Linked DNA regions of Larimichthys crocea: region 1 is linked to region 2. A link is a contact called in public Hi-C data. All regions are on one chromosome and are shown on one strand. The core of a region is the stretch at or near the end of the contact, and the rest is flanking DNA. Distances in the headings are between cores, read along the strand shown.

What was found. Hi-C and Micro-C count contacts between places; a contact is called where the count stands out from the background.
Region 1: a contact with region 2 is called in a Hi-C map of muscle, with 4 times the contacts expected there. The contact joins the promoter of cnr1 here to the promoter of LOC104934385 in region 2. A contact is called at or near these places in 2 of 7 Hi-C or Micro-C datasets (both in muscle).

What each region holds. Positions count from the first base shown.
Region 1 is chrXI:5,177,544-5,181,154 of L_crocea_2.0, forward strand. cnr1 (cannabinoid receptor 1) reads left to right here and starts at 1,434. Exons shown (of 2, transcript XM_019263275.2): 1 at 1,434-1,850; 2 at 2,559-3,611. The coding sequence starts at 2,604.
Region 2 is chrXI:5,045,663-5,049,074 of L_crocea_2.0, forward strand. It overlaps LOC104934385 (interleukin-31 receptor subunit alpha), which reads left to right and starts at 1,279. Exons shown (of 16, transcript XM_010750033.3): 1 at 1,279-1,574. The coding sequence starts at 1,520.

The DNA.
Region 1 (3,611 bases), core at 184-2,683, 130 kb after region 2:
ATTATCCGTGATGATGATAGCCTCATTTCGGTCCCCCAAGTGGCACAAGGTTTTCATGCTCCGTGGCTGCAAAATGTCACATTAATGCTTCTATTGTGATTTAATCTATCACACTGCAGCCACTCAACTCCTGCCTTCTTGGCCTGGACCACTGATTTTGCCATTGTGTGGGACAGAAAAAAAAGAAAATTGCATTGAAACATTTGTATGGCCAAATGAAAAAAATGGAAATTAGATTATTTTTAATCAGTGAATTGACTCGTTTTTATTATGAAGTGTGCAAAGGCAACATTTGTTATTGTGATTCTTATTAGGATTTGGCGTGTTCATTTGTGGTGGTGTATGATCTGATTGAAACTCTTGATCATTGTAAAAAAAAAAAACATTTTACCGTAAAAAAACGCAGCTGCCAGAATTTTACCATAATAAATACGGTATGACTTCTTCTAATATTATGGTAAAAGGATATTAATCCTGTTGATTTCACATTTAAGGTCAGCGTTGCCATTACATATTACAGTACAGTCTGTCTTTATTCTGTATAAATTACCTTAAATGACCTGTTGTATAAAGAAATGTTTTGCCGTGAAATATGACTTCAAAAAAACAGCTGTTTTTACGGTAAAAAACTGTCAGTTGTTGCCAGAATTTTACTGTAATATAACTTTTTCTAATATTAAGGTAAAAGGGTATTAGTACTGCTGATTTCTCATTTATTTCATATTCCAAGTTTTTTTTTTTAATAAAAAAAAGCTGTTTTGCTGTTTAATTGACGTGAAAATACCATAATACCGTATAAGTTAAAGGTTTTGCTATTAAATATGATTGTGTTTTACTGTAATACTACTTTATTCTGTATAGATTCCCTTAAAATGCCATATAAATAAAGGTTTTGCCTTGAAATATGATTGTGTTCAGCTGGTCTATCCTGAGTAGTGCCATACTGAATATGTCTCCGGTATTTCTTTTGTATTTTCATCCAGCACACAATCAGCGACTCTCTGATTGAAAATAGTTGTTTTGGATGAGTAAATACAAAGAGCATGAAAGAGCTAATACATGTGAGGATGACTCAGCCCACATCATCTACATCAAAATGATGAAACCTGCTCCCAGTTCTCTGAGAATCTCAATTTTGGTTAATTATTCACACAATAAACAGACATGCACTGACTGTCAATGAATGTCTGGAGCCTCTCTATCTGCGTGTGATTGTCTACTCCAATTAAAAGTTACCATAAGAGAAAATGCAGCTTTATGTGCCTGCAAATTACCTCATGAACTGAGGAGATAAGATGGTTAATCAAAGCTTATCTTTGCGTGTGGTTTGTGCCGTGTTGATCACTGGCTCTTTGGCTCAGAGGAGCTTTGGGAATTCAAAATCCAGATCCTTTTTATAAGCCTCCACCACCACCACTGTCGTCTCCGTTGTTCCTGTGCGGTGCGCAGCTTGGGCAGCTTCATGGGTTGGGCAGAGAAAGCTATATGGAAACACGTGACAGGGCTTGTAGGAGCGACGCTTCATAAGTGTGGAGACTCGGAGAAAACGAGTGGAGAGAGACGCTGGAGCCAGCAGCAGCAAGAAGCAAGCAGCAGCAGCAGCAGCGGCAACCTGTCTCCACAAAGCTGGAGCGCACTCCAAGAACACTTCTACAGACATTTGAAAAAACTTACACGTAGAACTTGAGAAAAGAAACTAATAATTATGACTCTCATGGTGGTTTTATTTTAACCCATACACGCTGGTTGTCTCTCCTTTTATGTAAGATCTGTGTTGGTTGGATGATGCACTTGTGACTTGGATTAACGCGCGGTGATAAAGGGCGATTCTGCGCACTTGGAAAAATTATGTAAGGTAAAGATGCACTTTTCTTCTTTTAAACGGCTTTAAATCATTTCACTGTTTATATTAATACTTTAAATTATGTGTGCTGTTTGTCCAAGCATGGAGTAAGACTTCTTTTTTTTTCATTGTGCGGATTCCTGAATGCATCTTTGCGTTATTTTGTTTTGTTTTTTAATTTTTTTCACACCAGATTAACGATAAACCTACACTCCTGCAGACTATTAGACTTTCTAAATAGACTAATATTAAAAAAACTAATTCTGCATGTATTTGAATTATGTAATGGCAATCATCATTCTTTTTTTTTTATATACCTGTTTACTGTTTTTGATCAGAAATTTGATCATGCATGTTCTGTATATATTGATTTAATTACAATTAGTGTCTGTTTTTGTTTTGCAGTAGAGGTCTTAATAAATTGTAAATGCTTCTGCACCTCATAGAAAAGAGAGGCGTTTTTATTTGCGGCTTCATGTTTCTGGTTTCTATAAGTAGGTTTACTCGAAAAGTAAGCGTTCGGTGGTGAATCAATTTCTATGTGTTGATATTTGCATGTTGCACGATACAGTATTTATAAGTACACCAGCTCACAGAGGTCAGGTGTGGTTTTTGGAATAAGGAATAAAATCAATCGAAATATTTGCATTTTGAAATGTTCGCACTGCTGCAGACACTTTTCCAAACCAACATGTCTTTGTCGTTATTTTCGTAGGTTGTCCAGGTGTCTTAGACTGCCGTTGTACCCTCAGACACAGCCATGAAATCTGTGCTTGACGGTGTGGCGGACACCACCTTCCGGACTATTACATCTGGTTTACAGTATCTGGGCTCCAACGATGCAAACTATGACGACCCCCTGAATGATGCAGACTTCAAGGCGGGTTTCTCTCTGCAGAAGCCTCTATCTGCTTTCCGCAGCAACTCCTTCCCAGACAAAGTACCCCCAGACGAGGACCTCATCCTCAAAGGCATCCCCTTCTTCCCCACCAATGCCACAGACTTGTTTGGCAACAGGAGCACCTTCAGAGATGAGACTAACACTATACAATGTGGGGAGAACTTTATGGACATGGAGTGTTTCATGATCCTGACTCCCAGCCAGCAGCTGGCTGTGGCTGTGATGTCTCTGACTCTGGGTACCTTCACGGTGTTGGAGAACCTGGTGGTGCTCTGCGTCATCTTGCAGTCCCGCACCCTCCGCTGCCGGCCGTCCTACCACTTCATCGGCAGTCTGGCCGTGGCTGACCTGCTGGGAAGTGTCATATTTGTCTACAGCTTTCTGGACTTTCATGTTTTCCACAGGAAGGACAGCCCCAACGTTTTCCTCTTCAAGCTGGGTGGAGTCACGGCATCATTCACTGCATCTGTGGGGAGTCTTTTCCTCACAGCTATCGACCGCTACATCTCTATACACCGGCCCCTCGCCTACAGGCGCATTGTGACACGGACCAAGGCTGTCATTGCCTTTTGCATGATGTGGACCATCTCTATCGTCATCGCAGTGCTACCTCTGCTGGGCTGGAACTGTAAACGTCTCAATTCTGTTTGCTCAGATATATTCCCTCTGATTGATGAGAACTACCTGTTGTTCTGGATCGGTGTGACCAGCGTGCTGGTTCTTTTCATTATCTACGCCTACATATACATCCTGTGGAAAGCACACCACCACGCTGTGCGAATGCTAAGCCGCACCTCCCAGAAGAGCCTTGTTGTTTATTCAGCAGATGGGACCAAAGTGCAGACCACACGCCCTGAGCAGACACGA
Region 2 (3,412 bases), core at 29-2,528:
TGTTTGTTAATGTAATGCACAGAGTCAGTGGACTTCATGTTAATGTGATGTGTAAGGTCTGTGGGGAGTAGGCTGAGAGCCAGTGTCAGTGTTGTGGCGTGAGATTTTGGTCAAGTGCCTCGCAAAGTTTGTGTCCAGAGTTTGAGGGGTCAGGCACAATCTCTCCTGCAGGCCTCAGGTAAGTTTAAGTAAAGTTGTCACATTCAGTGAAGACTGGCAGCAGCAGCTGAAGCATCAGTTGATGGGGATCCTCATTACTAATTATTAATAAGTAGCCAGAAATACATTTCCCCTCCAGTCTTTACATTGTTATACAGGTGACCACTGCCTGGTGCATGGTTCAGGGGTACTTTGCATGAATTTGTGCCTGTGGTTTGTGCACACCGTCTTCCTCTTTGTATTGGTTTTGCATGCATAAACAGAACCAACCGTACTTGATTATAATTGCAGGATGGGAGATTTATGTACATGAAACAAGTCTGACATGTTGTATGATGTTATAATCCTTTTCATCTACACTTTCTCTTTCGCAGTGGTGGAAGTCATTACATTTAATCAATACTGTACTTTAGTTCATCTCTCAAACCAACACAGAGACACTAATGCACATATTTATCTCTGCAGAACTTACTGCTACTGTAATACTCAACTTTCCGGTCTCTTTAAGTATAATTTAGCTCAGTTACAGTTACTCCAAAACTCAGCTGCTCGTCTGCTGACCAACCAGAAAGAGAGGATCTTTTTTTTTTTTTTAAAGATCCTTTTATTGGTTTATAAAGCTGATAATGGTCTTGCTCCCACCTGTTAACCTACAAACCCTCTAGGACCCTCAAGCCTTCTGCTTGTGGCCTTTTTAATTACATCTAAAGTCAGAACAAAACCCCCACAGTGAGGTGTCTTTTTTTTTTACTGTGGTCCACATCTGGAAGACCTGAGCAGATGATGTTCATATTTTTAAGAGCAAACTCAATAATAACAGAATAGTACATATAACAATTATATTATTATATAATCTGTAACCATTATTTATTTAGTTAGTTCGCCTGCCTATATATGTGTGTATACTCAGTGTCTATATATGTATCATATGATCATATTAATATATATACTAATATATCTATATATACATACTATATATATCTATATATATATGTGTGTGTGTGTGTGTGTGTGTGTGTGTGGAAAGAGCCACAGGTCGGACTCGAACCTTTGGCTTCCGCACCAAGGGCTGAACCTTCACACTGTCCACAACTTTACTTCACTTCCTCTTAAGACGTTGTGTTTCCAGCTGGATTGAGTAATACCTCCCGTTTATTTCAGGGTTTGCTTCAGTTCCTGTTACTTGATGGCTGAAACAGTTAGTGGAAAACATGCGGTGCAGTTTAGGGTGCCGTCTGCCAAGACAGACACAGTGAGGGCAGGTTTAATTCATCTCCTTTGCGCGTTTGGATACATTCCCACAGCTCCACATGCATTTTAAGGGGATATTTATTTGAGCTCTCGCACTGCGACGAAAGACATGTATTCCTCCCTCGCTCTTTTCATCCTAATTATAATCCCCTCTGCATGTAAACGTAAGTAAACCTTTTATATTATTTTATATTACTTCTGTTAGGTGAAGCGTTGTGTTAAAAGGCAGAGCTGCTGACTGTCGGATTCTGAACTTCTGGGAAATGCTCGTTTTGTTTTAGTTTCATAATCTGATGTCAGTGCGGGCTGCTAAAAATGGAAATAATTGCAATTTTGGTAGAAACCAAATTAAAATAATCCCTTCATCCAATCAGCATTTTACATTATTATTATTATTATTGTTGTTGTTGTTGTTGTAGATTAAACAGTCCGACACTAAATGTTATTAAAATTAAAATTAAAATGTATCATAGCTCCACCACAGAAGAGCCCAACAGAAAACAAGTAAGCTTCAATCAGAACAACAACATAAGCTCCAATTAAGCTTCCAAACTAGCCCAATTTGTTGACTCTCATGTTTGAGTCACAGAAGTAAGTGTTGATTAAAGGTATAAATAAAAGATAAAAGATATACAATGTATTGTAGTAGTGTATTTCGTATCTCAGGAACTGGACATGCCATATTGTGTACTAGTAAGTTCCACCACTATAAAAAGAAGTCTAGAAATTTGGTTCATGTTGTGCAAATGCTCAAGGATATGTCATTTCTAGATACCAGATTTGTGTTTGGATTAGGAAGTCATGCAACAGACAGAACATTTTTTTCCACTCAGATGTTTAGAAGAGTCTTAGAAGAGACTTAGAAGAAGGGTTCGGACCAAAGGAACAAGTGATACTGTGCGATCTTCTAGTCCAGTGCGTAACCACATACAATGAGCCCATCAGTTTACAACACAACACTAAATGACACCACAGCTAAGAGCTAAAGCTTCAACTGACTGACTGAATGCCTTAGAAGTCAGAACATCTCTACTGCAATGGCACGTCCACAACAGCTTTATACATTATTTTTTGTACTATTTCACTTCCCAGGTGATCCTTTTTTTATTAGATTTATTATATATATACATATATTTTAAATATCTGTATGGTCAAACAGCTCAAACCGTACAGTTAAAGTGTTTTAGGTGTACCTTAAATGTTCAACTTTTTCTCTGTGGTATTTTTTTCTGGTAGTGTTTGTAAGTTAAAACACATTTTTGAAACAAAGTCAAAAGAGACATATAAATATATAATTGTGAAATTACTCTACTGGAAAGCAGCAGAAAATCTCTCCTAAATGTTGGGTTCCAACTTTAGCTGCAGAGGTTTTGACAAAAACAAAACAAAAAAAAAAAACCCACAGACCACAGACACAACAGTTTATTGAGGCCAATGCTCTGTGCGTCATCTGCAAAGTAAAGCGAATAAAGAGTTGACTCTGAGTAAATAAATGTCAGTTGAATCTACTTTATCCTCGATACTAAACATATTTAATGGAATTAATGACTGGAAGAAACAGCAGATTACGTTGGTTTTCATGATTGTTGTAAGATTTCACCTCCTCTGGAGTTTAGTGGGAACATTTACACACACGAAAAAAACAAAATGACGTATTGTATCTATATGACCACACCTGGTGGCTTCAGATGGAACATATTTACTGTAATACATTAATCACTGGCTTGCTCTTAATTGTCTACCGAGGGCTTGAAGCTGAAATAAAACTGCAGTGTGTGCCTGCTACTTTTTTCCAAAAGTCTGGCCAGTGTAGCGTTACTGAGGGATAAACTTAAAGCCACGTTGTGTAACATTAAATTACAGATGTTTTCTTCATTTTAACAGACTTGTTATTATGTGAGTGGTGTCTCTGTCATTCCAAGTCTGCATCCTGTACGTCTGTTATTGCACCATGTACCACTATTTATTAGTGATGGGAAGTTCAGCTCTTTTCAGATTCTTT